Linked DNA regions of Mus musculus: regions 1 and 3 are each linked to region 2. A link is a contact called in public HiChIP or PLAC-seq data. All regions are on one chromosome and are shown on one strand. The core of a region is the stretch at or near the end of the contact, and the rest is flanking DNA. Distances in the headings are between cores, read along the strand shown.

The links. HiChIP or PLAC-seq counts read pairs in DNA pulled down with a chosen protein or histone mark.
Region 1: a contact with region 2 is called in a FOXA1 HiChIP or PLAC-seq map of pancreatic cancer cells. The contact joins two enhancer-like sites. A contact is called at or near these places in 1 of 15 datasets of contacts at CTCF or cohesin (the NIH/3T3 cell line), 5 of 484 Hi-C or Micro-C datasets (CD8 T cells, the HL-1 cell line, Th1 cells and 1 more) and 6 of 115 datasets of contacts at active chromatin or transcription factors (the 230-238 cell line, CD8 T cells, bone marrow-derived macrophages and 2 more).
Region 3: a contact with region 2 is called in a FOXA1 HiChIP or PLAC-seq map of pancreatic cancer cells. The contact joins two enhancer-like sites. A contact is called at or near these places in 1 of 484 Hi-C or Micro-C datasets (embryonic fibroblasts) and 1 of 115 datasets of contacts at active chromatin or transcription factors (pancreatic cancer cells).

The regions. Positions count from the first base shown.
Region 1 is chr3:126,638,821-126,643,449 of GRCm38.p6, forward strand. All of the region lies in intron 2 of Camk2d (calcium/calmodulin-dependent protein kinase II, delta), which reads left to right. Among named protein-coding and RNA genes, the nearest start is that of Gm15551, 28 kb to the right of the region's middle. Within about 2 kb of position 2,206, at least 25 of the 459 cell types and tissues checked have an H3K27ac peak or open chromatin away from gene starts, as enhancers often do. A contact at or near this core is called in pancreatic cancer cells, where this site is marked.
Region 2 is chr3:126,826,068-126,830,396 of GRCm38.p6, forward strand. All of the region lies in intron 16 of Camk2d (calcium/calmodulin-dependent protein kinase II, delta), which reads left to right. Among named protein-coding and RNA genes, the nearest start is that of Gm15551, 160 kb to the left of the region's middle. Within about 2 kb of position 2,069, at least 71 of the 459 cell types and tissues checked have an H3K27ac peak or open chromatin away from gene starts, as enhancers often do. A contact at or near this core is called in pancreatic cancer cells, where this site is marked.
Region 3 is chr3:126,988,162-126,992,721 of GRCm38.p6, forward strand. It overlaps Ank2 (ankyrin 2, brain), which reads right to left. Exons shown (of 48, transcript NM_001327938.1): 23 at 1-55. Among named protein-coding and RNA genes, the nearest start is that of Gm25501, 15 kb to the right of the region's middle. Within about 2 kb of position 1,985, at least 10 of the 459 cell types and tissues checked have an H3K27ac peak or open chromatin away from gene starts, as enhancers often do. A contact at or near this core is called in pancreatic cancer cells, where this site is marked.

The sequences.
Region 1 (4,629 bases), core at 956-3,455, 190 kb before region 2:
AAGACTTACTGGCTTTCATGTTGCTTTCCAGTAACTAAATGTCACCCACTTTAATCACGTCATGGTCATCTTTTTTGCTTGTTTTTAATGACACAATTTAATAAAAAACATGAATAAGTCTTTCCAAAGTATTCTAATTTATAAATGTACCGAAATACGGGCGTTATCAACCCTTCTCTCTAAGACTTGGTGGGTTACAAAGACTGGCTCTTGGAATGGTTTCCTCCCAGATATGCTAATTTCTTTCCATAGCTTAGTTCTTCCATTAGAATCAATCCATTCAAACAGACGAATTACGGATACACATTCATCTTACCCACTCCCTGTCTGCTAGAATAGTGCTGTAGCTCTCTAAGGTTGTCAGGGGGGCAGAGGAAAGCTCAGTAACTAGGCAACAAATAGAAGAAAAGTCTGGAACCGGACCAAAGTTTGCCAGCACTTTCATCTTTTCCTTTGAGTAGAGACACTCCAGAAATTCAGTCCATGGCCGGGGAGCTATTTATAGCATTACATGATTCTGGAGGAATTCATTCCCACAGTTTGCTTGCTGACCGCTAGAGTACTTTGGAAGCCTTCAGGTTATTATATAGCATTATGTGGACCACCTAAAATGTGAGCTGCTACCCTCAGGAAAGGAAAATGCAGAGGCCCCTGGCCTCTACCTATACTGTACTACACTCTGTCTAGTATAGTAACCTTGTGATAATCAAAGTAAGGCTGTTGTTAAAGCTGTTGTCTGTGAAGATCAGACAGGAACTAGGAGAGGGGAAGGGGAGAGGGAAGGAATGGAAGTGAAATCAAACTGGAGAGAGGTCTTTTTGGAGGGGTTGAGATGTGTACACCTTGGTATTTTTCAGTTGTGTGAATGCTGTTAGCAAAGAGACAGGGAAGGAGTTTGGTGCAAATCTATTGCTTAGGGAACATTCCGTCCTTCTGTATTAGATCCATCAAGGAATGCAAGGGAACTTCTGTTTTGTTTTAAATAGAACTCAGAGGTTGAAGTGCTCTCCCAGTATGACCGTCTCACTTGCTTTGCTCTAAGGTGATTCTCTTCTCAGTTCTGTTCAGTGACACCCAATGCCTCTTGGTGCATTTTAATGCTCATCTTGATTAAAAAAAACAGAGAGAGATATTAGAATTTAAGAGGACCCTGTGATTGTCATTGCCACTTTTATACCTTAACCAATATAGGTGCATTAAATGTCTCTCCAAATTTAAGTAACTTTTGAAAAGATTCTCCCAGTTTCCCTTAACACCTAAATTTGACATTACTTTGGTTGAAGCCATTACTTTCTGGTTTGTCCTCAGTAGACATGAGGGTAGCCGTTAGCATTCCCAGAACAATAAGTAGTACAAAATTCTGGAACATGAAAAGACCCCCTCTCAGCTCTCCCCTCACATCCCGAACACACCTAGCGCTTTCACCTACCTTTCTTTTCCAACCCTGTCATTCTCCACGTGAGCTTCTGTTTTCAGTTCTCTGCACTGCCCTCAGATGTCAAGACTTAACCAGGCCTGGCTCTCTAGCACACACCTAGGAGCGAAGAATAAAATAAGCAGCTTAGCTCCGAGTTTCTAAGTGAATTTTCTATTCAGCATCCCAGTAATGTGCCCTCCTTTGCCTGTCCTGCCCATCGCCTGTTTGCCCTCTGGTGCGCACAAGCAACATCCTTATTTTGACTATCACAAGCCAACTGTGTCACAGGCTGAGTGTGTTAGCACAAGGGACTCTGCGCTTTCCATTCCAAGAACAGGGGCTTGCTATCATATTTCACCCACATTTGTTTTGGTCCGAGATAGTTTTCCTACTGTGTTACACTCATTACCCAGAGCCAGCTCTCACCTGTGCTTGCTCTGTGTTGGATGGTGAAACAATTTTGAGTGAACAGCAAACACCTGAATAAGTATAGCGATGAATAAAACCCATTGTCATATTTTAATCCGCTAAAGTAGTCATGTTACAAATGCTTTATTGTCTGTGTACACTGGAACTTCAAAGACTTCGTTTCTGCCTAGACGCTTGGTAGTGCAGCCGTCTTCTGTCTTGTTACTTCCATGAAGGCTTACTAACAGGCTAACCTCAGGTTGGAAATGATTGTAATCCAGACAGTCATGCCTTTCCATTCTCTTATATGCTAATGAGAAAGCAAGCAGCTTTGCATCTGTTGCATTATGTGTCTTCCCGAGGAAATGTCACATGGTACTAAGCATGGGGACAAGGTTCAGCCACACATCATCCACACCCTAAAACTCACCCCTTACTGGGTGGCCTCCTCTTCCCACTTCAAAACCTTTGTAGAGTGAAAATCACATTGAGCCTTAGAGCCTTCTTCCATGTTACTTTCTCTGTTTCTTGCTAACTATTTACCATTTTGGATATTCAGTCATAGGTAGGTAGGATTATTTAAATCTTCTAAATGTTTTTTTTAAATAAATTAACTCCCTTATGTGTGTGTGTGTGTGTTTCTGTGTGCATGTGGAAGTCAAAGGGCAGAGACAACTTATAGGAGCTTATTCTCTCCTACCGTGATGATTCTGGACATTGAACTTGGTTCTAAGGCTTGGCAGCAAGCACCCTTAGCCATGGGGTGATTTCATTGGCCTACATCAGCATTTAAGTAAATTGTTTACTGGGGATGTCACTGAAGTCAGTCGTTTGTATCATAAATAACTGGAAACTCAGTACCTTTAGAAAAGAACTCCTAAACCCTCTTAACCTACCCTTACCTCACTGAAGTTCCAGCAGGGTTGGTGATTGTATTGCTTACTTTTTCCTTCAGTGTAGTAAAGTGCCTGATAAGACACAGCTTGAGGGAGGAGATGTTTATTTTGGCTCCTGGTTTGAGGAAATCCAGTCCACTGTGGCAGGCAAGGCTTGGTGGAGGTGAGAGCCGGAGGCAGTTGGTTGATCACATCTGGGTGGATCAGGAAGCAGAAAGTGGGCCATGATGGGATATCTGGTCCCGCCCCACCTTCCTCTTTCATTTGGTCTCTGCTCCAGCTAACGGTGAGATCCCATCCACACAGGCACACTTGGAAGATCGATCACCACCTTGTGCATTGTAAAAGTGCATTGGCCCTGACAATGAGCAGTACAGTGGCCCTAAAGACCTTTTACCCCGACCTGGGCCAGTTCACCCCTTCTTAGGCAACCTGGTGGTCCCCTGCTCCTGGGAGGTCACTATATTGATGCCGAACTTAGTGCGGATACCCAGTTGGCATAGCACACTACAGCTTAGAACTCCTGGACTCAAGTTATCCTTCTGTCTCAGCTTCCCAAGTAGCTGGGACTACACGTGAATTATGGTAAATATTTATGGGATTGCTGCAATCTTAATAGAAATACTATCAAAATACTTATTTCCACAACTGAACATCAGCATTTATAGGATGTGATATAAATCTGAGTGAGAGTGTGAGGGGGGGGGGATTTTAAAATGTTAATGGCGATCCTGTAGGAGGATCAGCAGTCTCAATTAACTTGGACCCCGAAGATCTTTCAGACACTGGATCACCAACCAGGCAGCATACATCAGCTGATACTAGGCCCCCAACACATACAGAGCAGAGGACTGCCGGGTCTGTATTCAGTCAGAGAAGATGCACCTAACCCTCAAGAGACTGGAGGCCCCAGGGAGTTTAGAGGCCTGGTGAGGTGGATAATGGGGTGGGGACATCCTCGTGGAGACAGGGGTTGGGGAGGAGGTATGGGATGTGGAACAGTTGGAGGGTAGATCAGAAGGGGAGTAAAATCTGGAGTGTAAAAAAAATGGTAATGACATGTGAACAAAAAAAAGACCTCTTACCCCTTTAACATTGTGTAACACTTTCTCTGAGTCACTAATACCTAGTGTTATTACATGCCTACCTCTAGCCACTACTAAATATGGCTGGCTACAGAAAGGAGATTGGATCCTATAGATCTATATGCTCTTATTTGGCTTAGATCTGCGTGATTCCTTGGAAGCTAGTATAGGTAGAAAATACCATCTGTGTCCTTCCTGTCCAGCCTGGCAACAACTGGACCATGTAGCCACGTAGCCAAGGATTATTTAAAATGTATCTATTTTGAACTGAGATTTGATTTAAATATAAAATACATGCTCCGGTTTTGAAGATTTAGGGTGTACTATAGTGCTTTTATATTTTCATACGGAGTCCATGTTGAAATAAGAGATTTACAATATATCTATTAAATATGTCATTAAATTGATTCCTTGTATTTCTTTCTTTTTTTTTTTTTCCATATGGCCAACAAGCAATTTAAAATTAAATCTCTGGTTTGCCTCTGTGGTTTGTACTAAACTTCCTTTGGGCAGTGCTGTCCTTAACAAACCTTGACAAATGATGCATAGGCTGTATCTGGCCGGTTTTTAAGGGTGAGAAGTGTGAGCAAAAGTGACCTCTTGTGCCATGCAGGGTTTCCATGGTTGCTAGCTGGTCCTTAGTATGTGACCTTTGCTCTCTCCTGTTCTGAAGAAGTTGAGGGCAGAAGTCACAGTCCTTACCTCCCAGCAGCTTACAATTGAAGGAAAGGAACATCTAAGACTAATGTAATTAAGTGATAATAGTCTTTTGAGTCTGTTCAGACATGGTATGAAACTACACGGACAGAAATGTTCGTTTTAT
Region 2 (4,329 bases), core at 819-3,318:
AACCAAATCCTATAAATTGCTAAGGCAATAAACTCCTACTCTTTGAGGAGTGTTATTTTAAACGATAAAATAATAGAAGCTATTCTCTCCAGTGTTAACTAACACAAAATTGCTGAAGTAAAAACTAAGTCACTAAGAAACAAGCTGTTAATTGCTCAGAGAGGGCTAAGCATGGCTGGGTAGATAGGCACCTTTTCTATAAAACTACCAGCAGCGTGAAAATGATCCTAATTTGTATACTTGCCTAATGTAAGTGTTCCCAAGGGTGATTTTTGTTAATGGCAGCATGGAAAAAGACAATAAAGCCATGGGGCTCCCAGATGTGTGAAACTGATGCAGTAATTAATTGCAGACCTGGCCCAGTCACCTTGCCAGGGTGAGTTCAAAGGCATTTAGGTGGCTCATTTAGGTTTATGATTTCAAAATATTGAATCAATCACTGTGGGCTCTAACGGAACAGAGGTTAGTAATTTGAATAGCAAGTGGGGACCTGAGGCCCTTGATGCTCATGTTCCGGCCCAGTCCAAATTTGCCAGGTGGCTTAGCAAGTCATTCCATCTCCCTGTCCTTCAAGTGTTGGGGAGCCAAGTGAATTCCCTGTGAGAACTGTAGCCAGGAGTTAAACTAAAGTGCAGTGTGTGTATGGGAAAAGACTGCATAGACTTACATAGTGTCATCGAAGAGCAAGGACCCGTAGGCAAGCTCCAAACGAAGCAGATCAGTTTTGTTCCAACGTGCAGCTTTTAATTCCTGAGTAAATAATCTTTAGACACAGCCCAATAAAACACTGCAACATAGAACATTCTGCAAGCATCCTGGTGAAAAGCTGCATTGCAGGCAGTTAGATGCCCAGGTCAGTTACCTCAATAAGCTCATTAATCTCAACTGCAAGCAAATACAAAACCTCAAGCTCGTATAGTTGGGATGTTTCCTTTACACCCTTTCTTTTCTTGAAACAAAACAGCATCTTTCAACGTTGCCTGGAAACTCCTAGATTTTCCCACTGTGCCCAAATGTATCTGTCCTGACTCTGTCATGTAACATCTGCAGTGGTCCTTCTCTGTGATCCTTCTGCTAACTTCCACATCCAGATTGCTATCAGAGAAGCAGCTGGGCATCTTCTGGGTAGCTGGCATGTATTATGACTTGAAATGCACACTATATTTTATATAGATTGTCTGGGTATTGTTCATATACATGCATATTTAGAAACATGTGGCTTAGTTCCAAGTGTGTGAGTACAAAGTGATCACTTACTCATTGGGCGATGAAGTACAAACACAGCGAGGTAAACATAGCTGGGTGTGGAGCCCTCAGGAAGGGCAGCAATGCCAAGGAGATAACCTATGAGCAGGGCGCGGCAGAGGAGATATCCAGGCATCACTGCAAGATGTCAGAAGAAAGGAATATAGAAGGAAGACACCATGCCATCCAAGATTAAGGACCAGGCAAAGAACATTGTCCTGGAGGTGGCTGAAGACCAGGTGCTAAGTGAGACAGAAAGTTGGAAGAGTGAAGGCAAAGTTGGAAAAGTGCACAGGGATGGATGATTTTTGACTTCTGAGCAGTAGAGACCCCAGAGCCCTAAAGAGAGGGCATGAATGGTTCCACTGTAGTGAAGGCAGAATGGGAGAGTGGGGGAGATGATCCTGGAGACAGGAACTTGTGAGAGCCTCGATCAGATCAACAGCAATGGGCCCTGAAAGAAAGGACTGTCAGAAAGATTCAGCAGTGAGACCTTCTTGGTTCATTTTAGGAGGGACTAATCCAAAAGGAGGCACCTGGCTTCTGGCAGGAGCAGCTCAGTAGACTGTGCTCACTGGTCAAGGTGGAAAGTGCAGACACAGCAGGTTGAGCCAGAAACAGAACTGAGTCTGAGATGCCGTACACCTAGCAATGTTTAGAATATGGTGAGCTGGAGGAAACAGTAATACAGAGATGGAAAGATGAAGACTCAGTGGCAGAGATTGGGAAATCCTCAGCATGTGGTTAAAACCAGAGTGAATGCGCTTGCCATGAACTATGAAGGCTGAGAGTGTGCTCTGGGAAACATCAGAAGTACCAAAGAAAAGTAATGACTCATGGATGATTGGATGTGGGCACAAGGGAACAGTGGAGTCCTAGTGGGAGCCTTGGTAAACTGTGGTTCCATTAGTAAGAAGGAGAAAATATGGGGAAGGAAAGGAGTTTGATGGTTAGTTCCAGATGAGTCAGACGGGAAAGTCACTTCTTTCATCAAACGAGGCAGGTTACTTCCATCTAAATGTATCTTACTAGGTTCTTATGGGACAGATTTAGATGCTGAGGGCTGAACCTGGGGCCTCTTGCAATCTAAGCACACGCTTTGTTATTGAGCTACATCTTCGGTGCCATTTCATATTGCTTAAAGGCTCCATCTGACACCAAATAAAGTAATGTTGTGCATTGGAGAGACTACTGGGCTGGGAATTATAAACTCAGTTGGTTCATTCAAATACTTATTGGACATTTTCTCTCATCCTGGGACAATGCTAGATACTGGTATGGCAATGGTGCAGTGCCTGCCACTCACAAAGAAGCAGAAGAAACTGACAATTGGATGAGCATGTAAAGACAAGGGCACTAATTGATTTTTAAAAATCAAGTGTAGAATGTGTAGATTTATAATATCCTTTGAACCTAACCTAACATGAAAGCCAAGGAAAGTTTTATTTTTAATTAAAACATAATTATGTCGTTTTCCTCTTTCCAACCCCTCCTACCCACACCTTGCTTCCTCTCAAATTTATACTCTCTTTCCTCTTCATTACTGTTTGTACACAACACACACATACACACACACACACACACATGTATATATAATATGTATATATAATATGTATTATATATACATGTGTGTATATGTATATGTGTGTATATATGTAATATATGTACATACACACATATATGTATATATATAAAATCTTCAACCTGCTCAGTCCATTTAGTATTACTTTTCTGTACATGATTTCAGGGCTGACCACTTGTTATAAGATAACCACTTGGGGAACTCCTGCCTAGAGATGGAAATGACTGTTCTTTCACTCTTGGTCTTCCTCAGTTATTTGTAATTCTTTGTTTAAAGGTAAGGCCCAGTAAGCTTTGCCCCTTCTGCTGATGCTATTCAGGTCTTTTTAAAGGAGAATCAGTTGAGATCTGTTTTTGTTTTTATTTTTGTTTTGTTGTGAAACATGTAGAAACACGAGTGTGGGAAGTTTATTCAGACAGGAAAGCACATATCCAAGGCTCAGAATAGGAGGATGCAGGGGCATCTTGACTTGCTGGGAGCATCATGAAACTAAAACAGCCTTTGAGTAGGTCGGGTGAGACCTGATTGGGATCTAGACTGTGACATGTTTTGTAATCTCTTTTTGAATGTTAACAACAATGTAAAGCTCATAGAAGCCTTCAAGGAGAACGTAATCGGAAGAGAGAGGCATATGTAAACACCTGAATGTGTTATAAGGAGGAAGGGGAAGATCTGAGTTACTCACTGGAACTCAGGTAGGAAGCTTGCTAGGGAGCCTGGACAGGAGAGAGTACTAGACTCACAATGATGCAGGAGAAGTGGACCAGTGTGGAAATCATGCAGATGAAAGCAACAGAATTTGATGGAGTAGATAAGATACAATATTTTCTCTGGTTCTTGGCCTCATTCTTGTTTATACACGTAGAGAAAGATCCATTGAAAAGCAATTAGGTGTATGTAACAGGAATATGGTGGCCCTATATGACAAACTACTGAACAGGAAAGAATTGAATCTGTAAGTTCTGCTTTCTTCAGTGTCAGTGATCCGAAGAGGCAGCAGATCAGTATCTCAATGACAACTGGCACTGCCACTCTCTCCAACCAGTAGATTGTGTAGGGAAGGAAGACCTGAGAAACCAGGAAGTGAGTCACTGCAGGCTTGTCCCTCTGGGCATGTAAGAAGCTTTGTCTCTGAGAGTCACAGCATTGCTTGAAGCTTCTCTTCTCTGTCTCCTTCATGGTCCCTCTTGGGATTTCCCTCCCTAGCAGCTCTGTGCACTTTGTATTCTCTCTTGAGACCTTACAATCTGTCCAGGACATCACCTGATTAGAGGGTGTTCATCTACGAGTTTCTGTGCACAGTAAGAAGTGCAGATGTCATCTCACCTGTCTCTTCTCATCGGCAGTCATGGACCTTGACAAGCTTAATGCAGGGAGTTGTATTTGAAGTGGATGAAATATTCAAGTGATGCTTTTAAAATGGGCTTTGAGGTAGAGTTGGGAAGGAAGGAGCTGCAGATCTCTGAGTGCCTGTGATGGTGACTGTGTTCCGACACTAGACC
Region 3 (4,560 bases), core at 735-3,234, 160 kb after region 2:
CAAGGACCTCCGTCATTGTCTCAGGAACATTTAGCTTATGTTTTTCCGTGATAGTCTAGAAAGAGAGAAATCATTCATTTCAAAGTTAAAAACAAAATCAGACAAAAGATGAACAGAGCCACAGAGGAGACCCCTGTCTAACAGCAGCAGCAAGGCATCAAACCTCAAACACCCCCATCTCATCCACACGGACATTTAGAAACGGACTCTCTTTCATGAAGACACCTTTGCTCTCTCTGAAGATAAATGGCCAATGATTCCAGGAACATTGTACAAGAGAAGATTCATTACTGTTAGGCCCCATTTGAAAAATTGAGCCTTTAGTAATGGTGCTTGTAATTAGTCATACTGGGAGACCAAAGTAATGACTTCAAGACATCTCTAAGATGAACTAAGTCAACTTTCCAGAAAAACTTCACAATGAAGCATAAACATGCAATGTAGTCAAAGCAAAACCCATCAGAAAGATGCTGTAAACAAGGTAGGCTATGTAAATTATATGGAACACATGTCCGCAGATGTTCGAGGACCAGCGATAGAGAATAAGTCATCGGTATAGTGTTCACAGTCTATGGTTATAGTTTATTGCTTATTGGCTTTCTACAGTGCTCTCCTGAGTGACCAACAGCAAAGCATTTCATCCCTGATGTGGGATAAGGAGCATAGAGATCAGGGTCCTCTGGCTTCATGGCTTCCAGTTGTAGACTCATCTCACGAGCTGGAAGGCCTCAGCAAGTCCTTTAACTTGGCTATGCCTCAGTTTCCTTGTTGAAAACCACAGACTAATGTTCCATAAAGTAGTTATGAATGCTAATACAGGAGCATTGAGAGCAGTCCTCAGAATAGGCTAGAAGTTAACAAACATCATCTAGAGTAACTGGTCATTGTAATTGAAAACTATATTCATCTTCAGAATGACGGGCCTCAGAAGTTGTTAGTCACTTGTACAGCAAGGAATTCCATAATCGTTATATGCCAAACACAACACAGGGATTTCAAAATGGGGGGAAAAAAAGGCCTGGTACAAAGAGACAAATATCATGTGACTTCACTACTTGGAGAAATTGTTTAAAAGTCCAAATCATAGAAACAGATAGCAGAATCATGGTTACCAGGGGTTGAGCGCAGGCAAGAGAGGTGTGGGCTGGTATTCAATGGATACAGAATATCAATCAAATGAGAAGTGTAATGCATGACACTCCACACTGCTCAGATAATACCACGGTGTACTATACACTTGAAAAGGTCTTTTCTCCATCATTTTTCTGAGAGTGCCATATATCTCAGACTGGCCTCCAACCCAAAAACTTGCTATGTGCAAGGACAACCCTGTAACTCCGACCCTTCTATCTCCACTTCTCAAGAGCCTGGATTCCACATGTGCACCAGGATAACTTGTATGAAGAAGCATTTGGGATGGACCCCAGGGCCTTACACATATTAAGAAAACCCTGTACTAACTGAGCTATGTCCTTAGTCCTAGTATACTTGAAATTTTCCAAGACATTGTAGGTACTCTCTGCACATCCACCCACAAATGATGAGTGTACAATGTGACAATAAACAAATTGGCAGATTTAGCCATTTTCCCAATGTATACACATCTCAAATTATCACATTGCACACCAAGAATATGCACCATTGTGCCAATTTTAAAAGTGAGACTCCTCTATACAAAAAGAAACCTCACAGCTTTAAATATAAATAAAGCTCTTCGAGTTATACTTGAATAACTTGAATATACTTGAATATAGTCAAATGTGTAATTTAAAGTGCACCAGTAAATGTAGTGCACCAGTTGACAGTTAGGAGAACATGAAAAGAATAAACTCTTGACAAAGAGGAGAATGAAGCAGTAAAGCACCAGAGTGTGTGGAGTGTGTTGTGTAGACGTCTGTGCTTTGTTCTACAGGTACTAAAAACTTGTTTCAGTGAGGACAATGACTCAGTCACTGGGTTGTTGCCAAATCAGAAAAGGCCAACAGATTGCCAAGAGACTATGAAGGGATACAAGAGACATGGGCCAAGAACAACAGGACTGAGTCAATCAGAAGTGGTGAGGCGCAAGTCTTTTGCCAACTGTTCTTTTAAAAAAAAAATTATCTGGCCTGGCAGTGGTGCCGCACACCTTTGATTCCAGCACTTGGGAGGCAGAAGCAGAGGCAGGTAGGTTTCTGAGTTCAAGGGCAGCCTGCTCTACGTAGTGAGTTCCAGGACAGCCAGGGCTATACAGAGAAACCCTGTCTCGAAAAACAAAAACAATCAAACAAAAAAAGATTAAAAAAAAAAAAAACAAAAAGAAGATTAAAAAAATATTTACTTATCTAATGTATATGAGTATGCTGTCTTCATGCACACCAGAAGAGGGCACTGGATCCCAATACAGATGGGTGTGAACCACCATGTGGTTGCTGGGACCTTTTGAACTCAGGACCTTTGGAAGAGCAGCCAGTGCTTTTAACCACTGAGCCATCTCTCCAGCCCCAACTTTTTTTTTAATAGCAAATGTGCTTTCTTTTGTTTTCAGAACAACACTAAGAAAAATGTCTTAGATGACCTATTGTGAGGTAGCAAACAGGGACAGGCAGGTAGGCAAGCCTTACTTCCCAGTCCCTGCTACCCACATGCTGGATGGTTTGTTTCTCTGTCATCGTGGGTTCTGCCTCTTATGCTCTGGACATTTTGTACATATTCCTTTCTCTATCATAAACCTTTCCTTAGACTATTAGATATGATTTACACAGAGAAATACTTCCTGATATACCCCCAATAACTTTATTTAATTCTATGTACGTATACACACACAACAATGTATGGCTCAGTCTCTCAAAGAAGAGTGGGAGTCATTTCAGAGATAGTCATTTCTGAAATTTTATATACATATATATATTATATATATAATTTGATATTTGGTGTGATAAAATTATGTTAAAATATATTTTTAGAGTGACAAAACAGGTTTTCTTTGAGTGGAATCTTTGTTTAAAGACAATGCAGAAAGTAAAAGGTCAGAGAATCTCATGGTGTATAGGTAAAGGCACAATTGAAGCTCATGTTAGCAAGTCCAGCCTGCCTATGACTCTTGGCATGTTTACATAAGACCACAGGTATTGACTTAATGAAAGCAAACTAAATCAATGCTGTAAGAAAGAGAAATCCAAGGCCCAATGATATCACCAAGATTAAACAGCAGATAAGCATCTATGAGGTGAACAAATGTAACGGGCTTCTATAATGCAGTATTTTATTTATTATTAGTTGAGCATTTCAAATTTGAGCTATAATTTTAGCTCAATTAAATTATAAACTGTATATTATAGACTTAATCTCTAGCTGTCCATTAGAATTATGAAAAGCAGTTTTAAAATATCTTTGAGCAGAAAACATGGCTCAGATGGTCTAATGCCTGTTACAGAACCGTGAGGATCTGAGTTCAGATCTCCGGCACCCATGTCAAGCCCGGGTGCAGGGGCACACACTTATGATGCCAGAGCTGGGACACGGAGAGATCCTAAAGCTCACTGGGCAGCCAGAATAGCTAAATCAATGGACTCCAGGTTCAAGGAGAGCTTGCCTGGAAACCTAAGATAGATAGGAATTGAAGAGGACACTGTCTATATGGACCTCTGACCTTCAATTGTATATACACACACACACACACACAATTCTGCTGCTAGAGTCTCAACACACAATAATAATAAGTCTCCATTCTGGGTCAAGGATGGTGGCGCACGCCTTTAGTCCCAGCACTTGGGAGGCAGAGGCAGGCAGATTTCTGAGTTCGAGGTCAGCCTGGTCTACAGAGTTCCAGGACAGCCAGGGCTACACAGAGAAATCCCTGTCTCGAAACAAACAAACAAACACAACAACAACAACAAAACAAATTCCCATTTAGTTCAAGACTAGCCTGGACTACAAAGTCAGTTCTAGGACAGCCATTGCTACATACTTAGACCTTGTCTCAGGAGGAAGGTGGGAGGTGGGAGGCATGGGGCAAGGAATCCCATTTAGTTACATTATGGAACTCAATATAAGGTTCATATTTTTAGCCTTAAGGGTACTGCACACTGTAACATATCCTACTATACTTTTCTGAAACATATTAAATAAGTATCTAAGTGTAAATAAAATGACTTAATAATGTGACTATATCTATTGTATTTGGCTAACCAGGAGGTCTGTTGTTATGTGGAAATGTTCTAAATAATTAACTGCCTTTCAAGGCAACTATTTCCATAAGAAAATGTGTCTCCATTTGAGAGTAAATTGCTGTATGAAAGCCTATTGCCCTTTTTCAGATGCTGGTAGTGTGTGAGCATTCTTTCTTTGTTCTTGCAAGAACAGGCTGCTTTCTTTGGAATTAAATGCTGTTATATAAGAAAATGTATACGGCAAGAGGTCAAAAGCAGCATACAGTAATCATTTGCTCACAGAGATTTCTCTGAATAATCACACTGCCCTCAATGTAAAATGCAATTTGTAGAATGTATTTTAAGTTGATGTACTCCCAACCTTCACAGGGCATCAGCAGATGTTTGTTGAATGCACAAATAAATCTTC